Linked DNA regions of Danio rerio: region 2 is linked to region 1. A link is a contact called in public HiCAR-type data. All regions are on one chromosome and are shown on one strand. The core of a region is the stretch at or near the end of the contact, and the rest is flanking DNA. Distances in the headings are between cores, read along the strand shown. Region 1 holds the start of anapc13 (anaphase promoting complex subunit 13). Region 2 holds the start of arhgap32b (Rho GTPase activating protein 32b).

Region 1 (6,057 bases), core at 1,382-3,881:
TATATTTGAACTGCACTGCATTGACATAAATAACACATACCTTATATATCAACTTGTGGTGAAGGAACCTGTGAATCCAGTAAATGCACATGTCAGTGAAAAACAGGAAAGAGACCATGCTGAAAATCAGCCCTGACCAACCTGGAACAAAAAAAAAGCACAAATAGGATGAGATTGGTGTGCCCACAGTAACACATTTATCCAGAGCACATCTGATAGACTGGCATTTTCTAATATTAGGCATTTCACATTCAATCATTTTTAATGCGTCCAGTTTTGTTTTAATATTAAAGTTATTGGTTTCTAGACAGCTTTCTCTTTATAAAAGAACCAAACATGTAAAATAATAACTATGACTTCCTTTATAAAGCAAGCGGTTCCTTCAAGTTATCCTTTCTAAGCACAAACTTTGATAAGTGTTCATGAACACAGTCCTAATCTCTTACCAAGAGGAGAATCATCGACTCTGTCATAGAGCTTGCTGTATCCTCTGACCTCTGCGAAGAACAGTGCTACTGTGGGTATGCTGATCCAGGGCAGAGACCACAAAGCATACTTTATTTCACGTTGCACCTGATTCTGTTAATAAAAACAACAATATAAATAATATATTATATAATATAATCACTTTACTCCTGATTCTAAACTATACTGCTAACAAACCTCCAAAAATTGAGGGTGGTCTTTTAATTTGTGGTCGAAAACAAAAAAGTAGCTCAAAGCACCCAGGCCCAGGTATAAAATTGCAGCACCCAGGTTGGTGACCACCATCAGACCGATGATTTGGCGCAGAGGATTGTCTTCTGGCCATGATGATGGATATACATATGGAGTAAAGAAGTAATGATCTGCAACGTTCAGCACAAGGTCCATCTTTCACCCTAAGAGGACAGATAGAACAGAAGTATTACTGAGGCAGGACACGGCAGGTGAATGAATAGAGTTAAAAAAAAGCAGCCAGTAATAATTATCACCATACTTTTCCACTTGACTGATTAAGGTATGAATAAAAAATATTTGTAATTAAATATGCATACACTTCTATTACAAAAATATGAACATTAAAAGAAGAGAGCTTCAAAAGATGTTACATTTTTTACATATTTTTACGGAGGGATTTGAAGATCTCTTTTTATCGCTCCATATTTCAGAAAACACTGCAAAATGCCATAAAATACTTTTTACGTTTTTTGTACAATAAAATGTTTGGAATCTGGTAAATTATCTGGTAATCTGCTTAACCTGTCACTCTTTAAAACTTCTTTAGAGTACAGACAGAACTGTAAAGGTCTATATATTATAAGTGCTGCTGAAGTGGAGATATTTAGCTGAATACAAGAAAAAAATCCCTTTGAGAAAAGTCTTTACAAATATGTATTGAAGATTAAATTTACAGGCACAAATAAATAAAGTGTGACAAAGGACAAACGGCAAAAATATTTTGGATGTTTTCTTTAACTGTTAACTGAACAAATAACACTGCATGACAAAATACAAAAAAGTCTCAAAACTGACATGTGGATAAAATAATGTCTTGACATAAAATGTGAGTGAAGAGAAAATCATGTGAACAGTACTGTAATAATCTAAGCAAAATACTGGTAAAGAAAAACACGGAGAATACTAACTTAGGTACATGCAATTGCACCTTCCCCAGCATTGTAAACTGTAACTTTGTACTTTTAAGACAATATAAACAAAAGAGGATCAAGAAAGAATGCACAGCCTGTGATTTCTGATTACAAATAGTCAAAGCTAATACTGTAATTGCAGGTAACAGTCAGCTTACCTGTAAAGGTGCTTTTGAAGACACAACAGCGAGGAAAAACAGCTGAAGTAAAAACCCTCTGACCCTCTGTTGTCACTGCAGTAGCACAGTCGAATGCAGCCAATAGCGGCTCACTTCCTTACAGCGCGAGCTCGATTGCTCACAGCTCATTGGTCAGATTCGAGATCTGGTCATGGCGTTAGTTGAGCGGTTAGTACATCTACCCTTCGTGTATCGGTTGTTTCGAACAGCTCGACTCAACCGCTTGTAACGATTCGGCGATTTTTTGACGTCTTGACGTAATTGTCGTTTTTACTTGCCCGACCTCCGCGCATGGCTTTTACATGCATTCTGTATACTGAAGAAAAATACTTGTAAATATGTTTTACACATTTACAAAACGGTGATATTGTTTGAATGTATAGCATGTATAACGTTACATGTCTTTACAATGGTTACAATATATGTGTATTAGTATATTTATTAGTATACTATATATTAGTATATTTATGTGTGTATATATATATACACACACACACACACATTATAAAGTGCATCGATTTTCATCTGCTCAAATATATATTTCAAATATGCATTTAAAGTACACAAATCTGTAATTAATAAGCATCTTTTGACTGAAAACATATAAACGATTCTCTCGTTTATACGTTAGTGAACATATTTCCAAAAAAAGAAAAAAATTATATTTACAAATTATTAATAAAAACGTGCATTGTCATTGCTTTGCCATATTTAATGCGACTATGTTTAATGCGAAAAATAGCTGACAACATAGAAATATAATAAGTATACAGTTGTCCAGATATTTATATGCCAGAAAAGGTCTGATGCATAGGATATGTCGTCATCAGAAAGCGACATAACAACAAACGGCAGCGCTGGGAACTAGACTACACAGGTTTGTATGAACTTACACAGATGATTTTGGAGCTTTCGTAATAACAAACATAACATAACTTACTGTACAGCGTTTCTGCGTCGTTTGATCTGTCGACTGTGTGTTGCCGTGTAAGCGAATCATGGACAGTGAAGTGCAGAGAGACGGACGAGTTCTTGATCTAACAGATGATGCCTGGAGAGAGGACAGACTGCCATACGAGGATGTGACGATCCCACTGGTAAGAAATAGTATAAATGTAGAGTTTTGATGTGTGCAGTTCGATTTGCGCACGCCCAAGGTAAAATGAACATAAATGAAAGGCAGTGTACAGTGAGATAACGTTATGCACATCAAATACAGTTTTAAAAATAGTTTGTCATCATTTACGTTACATTTCCACACAAGAATCCCTAAACTATTTGAGCATATCTTTAACGTTACTGTGTTTAAATTGCGTAGAAGCCCATTGGACAATTTTGTTTTTTTCTCCTGACAGAGTGAACTTCCTGAAGCTGAGCAGGACAATGGTGGGTCGACAGAGTCCGTCAAAGAGCAAGAGATGAAGTGGTCAGATCTCGCCCTGCAGAGTTTGCATGAAAACACCCCAAATGTCGGCACTTAGATCAGAAGCTTCTCTTATCCTCTCTGACTGATTCTTCACCGTGTGTTTGTCTGCAATTTGGGTCCCGGATCCAAGATTTATAAAATAACTGACTCATGTATTATTGTATTGGTGTTTCATCGTTTTGATATAAATTATTTAATAAAATGATACACATTTTAAGTGCAGTATCAGTTAGTTTGTGTGCTAGTTGATAAAATTATCGTTGACATAGGGTTTCATATGAGCTAAATTACACAAGACTTCTTCACAAGTTGGCTTCCGTGTTGTAGTTCTAAAGCTGAGGGTCAGTAAAACCTTGTTTGAAGTATAATTTTATTTGGATGTTATAAATAGATTAAACGTGATATTAATTAGACCTATAATGTTACAAAATATTTCATTTAAACTTTTTAGTGGAATTCTGAGAAGAAAATATTATATATATATATAATTTCTAGTGCAACTGTGCTACCCAGTAGAACAAAACAGACCATAAGTGTCATTTTATTTTGTATATATTGAGATTTATACATCACGGGAAAGCTGAATAATTAAGCCTTCTGTTCATGTATAGTTTGTTTGGACAGTACAAAATACTGATATGCAACTATTGAAAATACCAAATCTGACGGTTAAAAAAAAATCTAAATACTGAGAGAGAAACGCCTTTAAATTTGTTTAAATAAAGTGCTTAGCAATGAACATTAGTAATCAAAAAATGTGGTTAGATGTATTTAGAGTATGCGTATCATAAAGTATCTTTACAGAATGTTGTTGCATACTATCCTAAAGATTTAGACATAAAAGAAAAATCAATAATTTTGAGGCACACAATGGTATTTTGGCAACTGAAAATAATCAAATACATCCAAAAACCTAAAACTGCAGTTGTATTAGAAATGCTGGCTTATTGAATACAGTTATGAACACAGTTGTGCTAGTTAATTGGGATTTTACTACACTAAAATGCAAGAAAAGGGATTCATTACTGGAAATAAAAAATCAGAAAGCATGAAATAGCTAATAATTAAATGCCATAAAGAATGGAATAAGTGACTCGTTTATTATTTTTTTTTCAGGCTAAGTTTTATTTTATGTTCAGAGGTGACACTGAAATTCTCCATTTGTTATCACAAATATATTTGAGCCATGGCTAAATGTGAACATACTATCAGTCATAGTCAACATATACTGTATGATAATACTTTCCTGGTATTACAGAAAGATGTTCAGCTAGGTGGCTCCTCGGGCAGATGAGTGGAGGTTTGAGGGAATAGAACCAAAAACTAGATTTACTAACAGCTTTTCAGATTAAAAATATCAAATCTTAATGAAGGTCTTTTTACAACAATCCATTTTGCAGACAAATTAAATCAAGACTGAAACTGTATTACACTACAGATTTATGTTGCACCACCAACAACAAAAAATGATAACAAAAGTGCATTCAAGGAGCAGGTGTCATTGAGACTGAAATTAATCTGATTTAATGGTGATACAAGCTTGATTTAATTAGTCTACGTTTAATGCTAAAGGTTTCGGGTCAAGTCTTCATGAGAAGAGTGCAAGAATGGAGATGCTTCATTAAAATGTTAGTTTGGTCCCATAAAAAAGAGGTTACATATGAGTGTCTTTATTTAATACACCCAACCATATTTTCACAGTCTAAAACAAACAAAAACAAGAGAAAACAGCATATTAAACGCCAATCAAACTGCTGGTGAACATAAGACTTGGCAAAACACAAAAACAGATGTTATCAGGGAATCAACCACAAACATACAAACTGTGAGCTTGGGCTCATTTGTATACTTATTACCAATATGAATTAAAGGCATTGTTATACAATAATAATTACTGTCTGACAGAACGGTAACATGCAATGACTTGGCAAAACTGGGTCCCCTGATCATTAACTGCCTTTTCCAATAACTAATATATAGGTTTATCTCCACCTGACAGGCTAATTCTGAGAGCAATAAAAATTGTCCTCATTGTGAAAGCACAAACTGTGCAGCCGAATGAAATGAACAACCTTTTTAGGTAAACAACTTCCCTTACAGAACGTCTATGTGAAATTTAGTAATGCGGCTTGTTACAAAATGTAAGTAAGGTGCTGGTCTAAAATCAGTCAGAAACATAATATAACTGCTAAATGCATCAAAAGCTCACATTTTTCTTAACATGGAGGGGAGAAATGGGTCCAAGTCACTTCACACTGGCTCTTTCACCTTTAAGCGTAGTCAAACAACTTCTTAATGAATACTTCTGCGATCCACATTTATCGCTTGGTCCCCCTAACAATAAAGAGCAACCTATCCAAGAAGAGTTCAGTCAAATCATGTCAAGCTTTCAAAGAAAGACAGTAAATCCAGTTGCTTGTGATAAAACCTAAATGAGTAATGGCACAGTTTGGACAAAATGAAGAATGCACATTTTGGTGCCCCCAGGCTGAAGGCAGAAATAAAGAATTGCATGTACCACCTTGTGTAAAATGAATGTAGGATGACTTAAACAGGGCTTCCCTTCCACTGTTACTGTAACATCCAGAAAGTACACAATATATATTTATATCAAGGTACACAGAACTGTTCTGTAAAAGATAAGATTACATGCATTTCTAAAATGCAAACCTTTACACTTCATTTATACCCAGTCCCAGACATTTTCAAAAATAATAAAACAAGAGTCCCTTATATCCAGTAGTACTTTTCAGATATACATAACTCGTCTGGTTATGACTCATGTACCATTTGTCAATATCACAGAGTATCTACAGTATCA
Region 2 (6,057 bases), core at 2,453-4,952, 140 kb after region 1:
GTAATAACATGCTGGATAAGTTGGCGGTTCATTCCACTGTGGCGACAGTGGAATGTAAAATTTCTATCAATAACAATGATAACCTCTGGACTTTTTCACTCTATAGTGATTTAAGAGTCATTCACACAACAGAAATGTACAAGAATGGGAATCTAAAAGCGTGTTGATATTAGAAATGTACTATCAAACATTCATTCATTTTTATTCATTTTCTTGTCGGCTTAGTCCCTTTATTAATCCGGGGTCGCCACAGCGGAATGAACCGCCAACTTATCCAGCAAGTTTTTTTGGAAGGGCATCCAGCGGATGCCCTTCCAGCCGCAACCCATCTCTGGGAAACATCCACACATACACACACACTAAGGGTGTCACGATCCTCCAAATCCTCGATTCGATTACATTTTCGATTCTTAAGTCACGATTCGATTCGATTTTCAATTATGAATAATAATAAAGGTAAGTTACACACATAATTACAACCTGTCAATCACTTTTTTCTGCGGGACTTGTGAATAGGCAGTGATCTGTGTTGTTATAATGGTGTCGGTAAAAAAGGCGCACAACCAACAGAAACCAGCCAACAGTATCTGAGGTGTTCGCTAAAATGACTAAGTACTTGTGTGAAAGTAAAAGATGGAAGCAGTCTACTGACTCGCTGACTGCCTTGACCCGCTGTCTCGAGCGCATGACAATGTGTGTGCGTCTGTATCTGTGTGTGAATGAGTGTGTGTGGTCACGTGATGTGTGTTTTCAACGGTAGTGAGGAAGGAGGGCTGCTCAGAAATGCTACACAGCAGTGTGGATGTGGATCGTTGTCGTTCTGAAATGCCATTTAAGAGCAGATTTGCAACGGGTGTGGGCGGAGGATCGCGATGCGCCCATCGTCTATCATCCCAACCGTAATACGTACATAGCAGAGCTTGCAAACTGTGTTTTTTTTTTTTTGTCGACAAAACGAACGTTGTCAACATAAGTAACTGGAATAAGTAACTTCATTGAAAGAGGAGAGGGTTTAAGCTCTGTCGACGGGTCTCCTGCGTTTGCAGTTTAACAAGCACTTCAACAAGCATGTTTTTTTTCTCGCTTGGCAAGCCAAGCTAACGTGACATGGGGGTGTGGCAGCAGCATCGACGATTCTATTTTTTGATTCGATAATCGAAATTAAGCATAAATTTCAATCGATTTCGATTAAAAATCGAAATCGGGACACCCCTAACACACACACACTCATACACTACGGACAATTTAGCCTACCAAATTCACCTGTACCGCATGTCTTTGGACTGTGGGGGAAACCGGAGCACCTGGAGGAAACCCACGCGAACGCAGGGAGAGCATGCAAACTCTACACAGAAACACCAACTGAGCCGAGGATCGAACCAGCGACCCAGCGACCTTCTTGCTGTGAGGCTACCCCCTGCGCCACTGCGTCACCCACTATCAAACATTTATCAGTCAAAAATATATTATACTAGGCCTGGGTGATAAAATCGGTATTAAAATGTATTGACCGAACACCATTGTCAATATTAATTAAAAAAGTTTTATCAGTATTGATAAAAACTTCAGTCGTTGTTAGGTTACTCTTTCAAATCTGAAAGCATTAACAACTAATATCGAAATATATATAATTATCGTTCAATATGGACAATAATTACCAAGATTGCATTTTTGCCATATCGCCCAGCCCTAATTATATTAGTAATCAAAACAATATTATGTCAAAAATGTTTTATAGAATAAACAATCATCTTAAACAATGTTCTGCACAGGTCTAAACGTGTATTTTTATCAATTTGGCGCTCATGAAAAGCTGAGCTTCTATAAAGTAGTCAAAACACTCCCAGAAATTCATACACACAAACCAGCAACATTACAAATATGACAAGAAAATCAAGACACTTACAAGGGTATTCTCTTTTTATGGTCATATTTTATGACATTATGTCCTGTTTTCAGTTCACAATGTCTTTGGTCTGTGCTGCATTCATCTCAGTCCATTTGTTTGATATAAACACTAAGGTTGAGATGGCACTGTTCACACATAAAAGCATCTGGAGAGATTTGATGTAGTTCATTGTAGATTTGCTGTCAGTGAGGCAGCTCAAAAATAAAACTCAAGAAAGACTAATATAGGTTAGCTTTATGCATATACACAGTGCTGTAATTCTATCACCAAAATCAATATTTTGAGCACAGCCCAAGAGCACAGAGCTCCAATATGCAGAAAGATGCTTCCAGCTGACTCTATAGGCTTAATGTCAGGTCTGGAAATCTTTCAGAGACTTTAATATAATTTCAGTCACGTCATTATTTTTCTACAGTGAAGTGGCCACAAAGAGAGCATTTTTAATATCTAACCAAACTATTGGCTTTAGATCAAAACATTGATTTGTGATGGCAAATCCCTTCAAAATTAAAGAGAGAGCAAGAACTGAGCTATTTTTTATTTGTCTATAGTTTAAACAGAGGGTGGTGTGACGAGAATAATTGGCTTGTCAAATAAAGATTAATTTAGGATAAAGCTTTCCATTACAACATATTTATATGCCGTTTCTGAGACAGAAATAAATGTTGCTTTTTCAAATTGGATTTTAGAGGAAAATATAAAACGTGTAAGAAAATATTATTAAAAATTGTAGCTGGATCACCGTCATTTTAGCTGTTCTAGACTCCTAAAAAACTGAAAAAACAAGTCCAGAACAAAGAAAACAGTGCAAGTAAGACCTGAATTGTATGTATTCTCTTCGTAATCTTCGAAATTAAATCGGCGTCTAAATCCATTTGAAACACAAAACATACCATCTTTATAAAGGGTAATTCGTTTTTGACTCCGATTCTTTATCTCATCGTCGACTATTTAACGATAACAAGTAGAGACAGCTACTAAGTTTATGCACCCGTAAAAAGTAGGCTACAGAATAAACAGTCTACCACCTACAGTCTGGTATATTCTATCACAGACAGAACATTATAATCGATTCAAACGCCCCAGGCACACTGGTTTATTAAAATAAATAAATCAAACGGAAGAAAATGCAATTCATACACAATAAAATTCCATTTAGCAGAGTTTATTATAGGGGAGCACGCGAGTGCACGCGCGCGCACACATTCAATTCACTCCACTTTCACCGCTCGCTCAACCGTTTCACTCACAAGTTATGAATAAATATAAAGGTAATATGCTATGTTGATGCACTTACCGATGGTAGAAAGCTGTAAATCACCGAGTAGATGAATATCAGGGTGTCCGTATGGCTCAGCACCGCTCTCTCCAGTGATCCTCCTCGAAGACGACAACGAGCCAGCCGAGAAACCCGGTGCCAGAGAGTCGCATCGTGAAATTAACAGAATTAAATGAAAACGGCCAAAAAGTACACACCGGACAGAAGTGTGCTGAAGAAAACTGCACCTCTGAAGAACGAAATAATGAAGGTTCATTAAAATCTCCTTTTGGGGAAGGGGTTTGCCGAGCTAGCTTCGCAGCTATGCTACAACCAACCAGCTGTTCGCGCGGCGTTCCTGTTTAAACTTTAAAAATATATGACTGAAAATGAGACTAAACCTGTCCCGTATCTGCCGTCCATTTCAGTATTTGGTCATACATGTAGAGAGGTGTGTTGTCCTGTAGGCTGAGCCACACGTACAGCCACGGGAGACTTCGGTTCAACATTCAAAAGCGTGACCGCGCAGTGGTGCTCCATGCGCGTCACCGTGACCACATAAGCGCGATTGGCGCAGAAGTCTAGATCAATTTTACCGGAGCTCACGCACTGTGTCGTTTAATAGTTACCGTTATGTGGTAATTTCTTGTTAGTGCTTGTTGTATTTCTTTTGTTTAGATCATGAATTGTCGAACTGTACTCGTTCTCTTACACAGACACCAGAGCAGACGGTCTGCTTTTATATGAATTATGCAAAACGTCACATTAACCCATAGTGCAATATAAGGAGGCAGCACAGATCCTAACTTCATGACCTGAGGAAAGTCGAAAGCAAAAAAATATTTTATAAATAATATAAAATCTAGCTTTCAATTTAATGAATGAATGGATTGTGACGACAGCAGAATGCTTCAGAACTGATCTTCAGCTCCATCTATTGAACTGCTGTCACCACAGGCACAAAATGCTGAGGAATAACCGTGTTTTTGCTGTATTGGTTTGTCTGGTGTCCTACTTAAAGTGAATGTTTTAAACGAATATAATATATTGAGACATATCTGGAATTGTAAAAAGTATAATAATAAGACTAAACAAGACTAAAGCAAAAATATTAACTTAAAATTATATAGATAGATAAAATAGAGAGAGAGAGAGAGAGAGAGAGAGAGAGAGAGAGAGAGAGAGAGAGAGAGAGAGAGAGATTTTTTAGATTTTTCAAAAAAAACTGTCTGTGTCGGGACACTGTAGAAAATACTTGGTTAAGCACAATTTCTTTGTGTTGTTCCAACAGAAATCAATTAAGTTAAACTGTTTTTACAAATTTAAGTGGACTAAACATAGAACAATTAAGTTGCACCCTCAAACATATCAAGAATTGTGTTGTTTTAGCTCATTTTAAAAAATAATTTAAACAAGAAGCAAAAAGCTTTTTTTGAGTTTAGTAAATGTCATTAATTTAACAATTCTGTGATTAAGTTAAGCTAACTTTTAGGGTTGCACGGTTTACCGGTACCATGGTAGTATCGTGATACAATGGCTCTAAAATACTGGCAATGCCACTCTAGTTTGTAAATGGTAGTATCATCATTAATGGTCTAATGGACAATACGTTGCATGTGAAAAAGTAACTAAATTGCTCACACGTTTGTGCAACAATTGACAATTTTATTTGAATAGTCTGTAGAGCATCTTATAGTTGCAAACTGTAGAATTCACGCCTTTTATGGTAGCCTACTGCACGTTTTCTGATGCTTCAGTTTGAATCTGAATCAGTTCATTTCTGCTCCTGTCAATAGGATTTAGTAGTTGCAACAATCGCGACAATCTCGATTCTTATCTGATAAGAAAAAGATCTAATAAGAAAATACAGGAAACATTGAAACAATTATGACCACTTCATAAAGTCTAATTTGGTTGGCAAAAGGCTCTTTTTGTAACAAATTTAATTTGGTATATTTTGTATCTTTATTTTAATGTATGTTTTGTTGGTCAGTTATCTACAAAATAAACAAAAAGAATCAGCACATTTTAGGTGAAGTGATGTGCAAATACTTTTTTCGATAATAAGGGAATCATTAGTTCAATTCAAGTAGGTCTATTATAACATAAAATATAGTATCTCTGACAATTTTCTTTATTTCTTGGATTTGAGTTATGAATTACAGTATCGCATTACTACTTAACATGAATTAATGGCATCACGACAACCATAACTACTGCCTTTTTGAAAACAACTTCAATAGTATAATTTGTTTGTCACAATGTAAAGTTCTAACATTGTTGGCAATTGGTTTGTTACATTAAAACACAACAGATACAGTTAAAAATGTAGTAAAATAAAAATAAAAAACAGTCTCCTTCTGTTTATACACACAAACTCACACCAGAGGTCATTTTCTGCTCTCTTTTATTATCTCAAAATACAAAACATTTTTGAAGCAGGGAAAAAAATTACATGGGTCTAGCATCTGAAAATGTCAATGAGTACCAGCACAGGGTGATGTGAATCGAAGTGTTGATGGTGAGGTCGGTATTTACTAAAGTTAGTCTTTTTTTTTTATTAGTTATTATTGTTATTGTTTTATTTATTTATATACTTGGCAGCTCCACTTGAATCTATTCTATCTATGTATGTAAAATCTATATCCTTAGTCTTGATGAATAAAGCAACTCTTGATTCTTTTTTAAAAAGCATACAACATCTTAACATCATCTCCTTGACTTGATCCATTGTGTTTGAGGTTGTGTAGCTGTCATTTTAAAGCTGCTGGAGAATGAAAAAGTGAAGCAGTCAAATTATTGATTGCAATCTGAACCTCAACCGTTAAACTGTGCAATTAATAACAGCACTTACTGTACAGATACAAGAGAGGTAAATAGAGTTAACCCT

What was found. HiCAR-type assays count read pairs that join an accessible place to other places.
Region 2: a contact with region 1 is called in a HiCAR-type map of caudal fin, with 4 times the contacts expected there. The contact joins the promoter of arhgap32b here to the promoter of anapc13 in region 1. A contact is called at or near these places in 1 of 18 Hi-C or Micro-C datasets (an unstated tissue) and 2 of 4 datasets of contacts at active chromatin or transcription factors (caudal fin and embryo).

Annotation. Positions count from the first base shown.
Region 1 is chr21:25,980,867-25,986,923 of GRCz12tu, forward strand. It overlaps anapc13 (anaphase promoting complex subunit 13), which reads left to right and starts at 2,632. Exons shown (of 3, transcript NM_001302786.1): 1 at 2,632-2,687; 2 at 2,803-2,907; 3 at 3,166-3,453. The coding sequence starts at 2,809. The coding sequence ends at 3,291. sc5d (sterol-C5-desaturase) reads right to left here and starts at 1,833. Exons shown (of 5, transcript NM_001004630.1): 1 at 1,790-1,833; 2 at 664-881; 3 at 447-579; 4 at 41-141. The coding sequence starts at 873. arhgap32b (Rho GTPase activating protein 32b) reads right to left here. Exons shown (of 23, transcript XR_012396796.1): 23 at 4,891-6,057.
Region 2 is chr21:26,120,899-26,126,955 of GRCz12tu, forward strand. It overlaps arhgap32b (Rho GTPase activating protein 32b), which reads right to left and starts at 3,703. Exons shown (of 23, transcript XR_012396796.1): 1 at 3,207-3,703.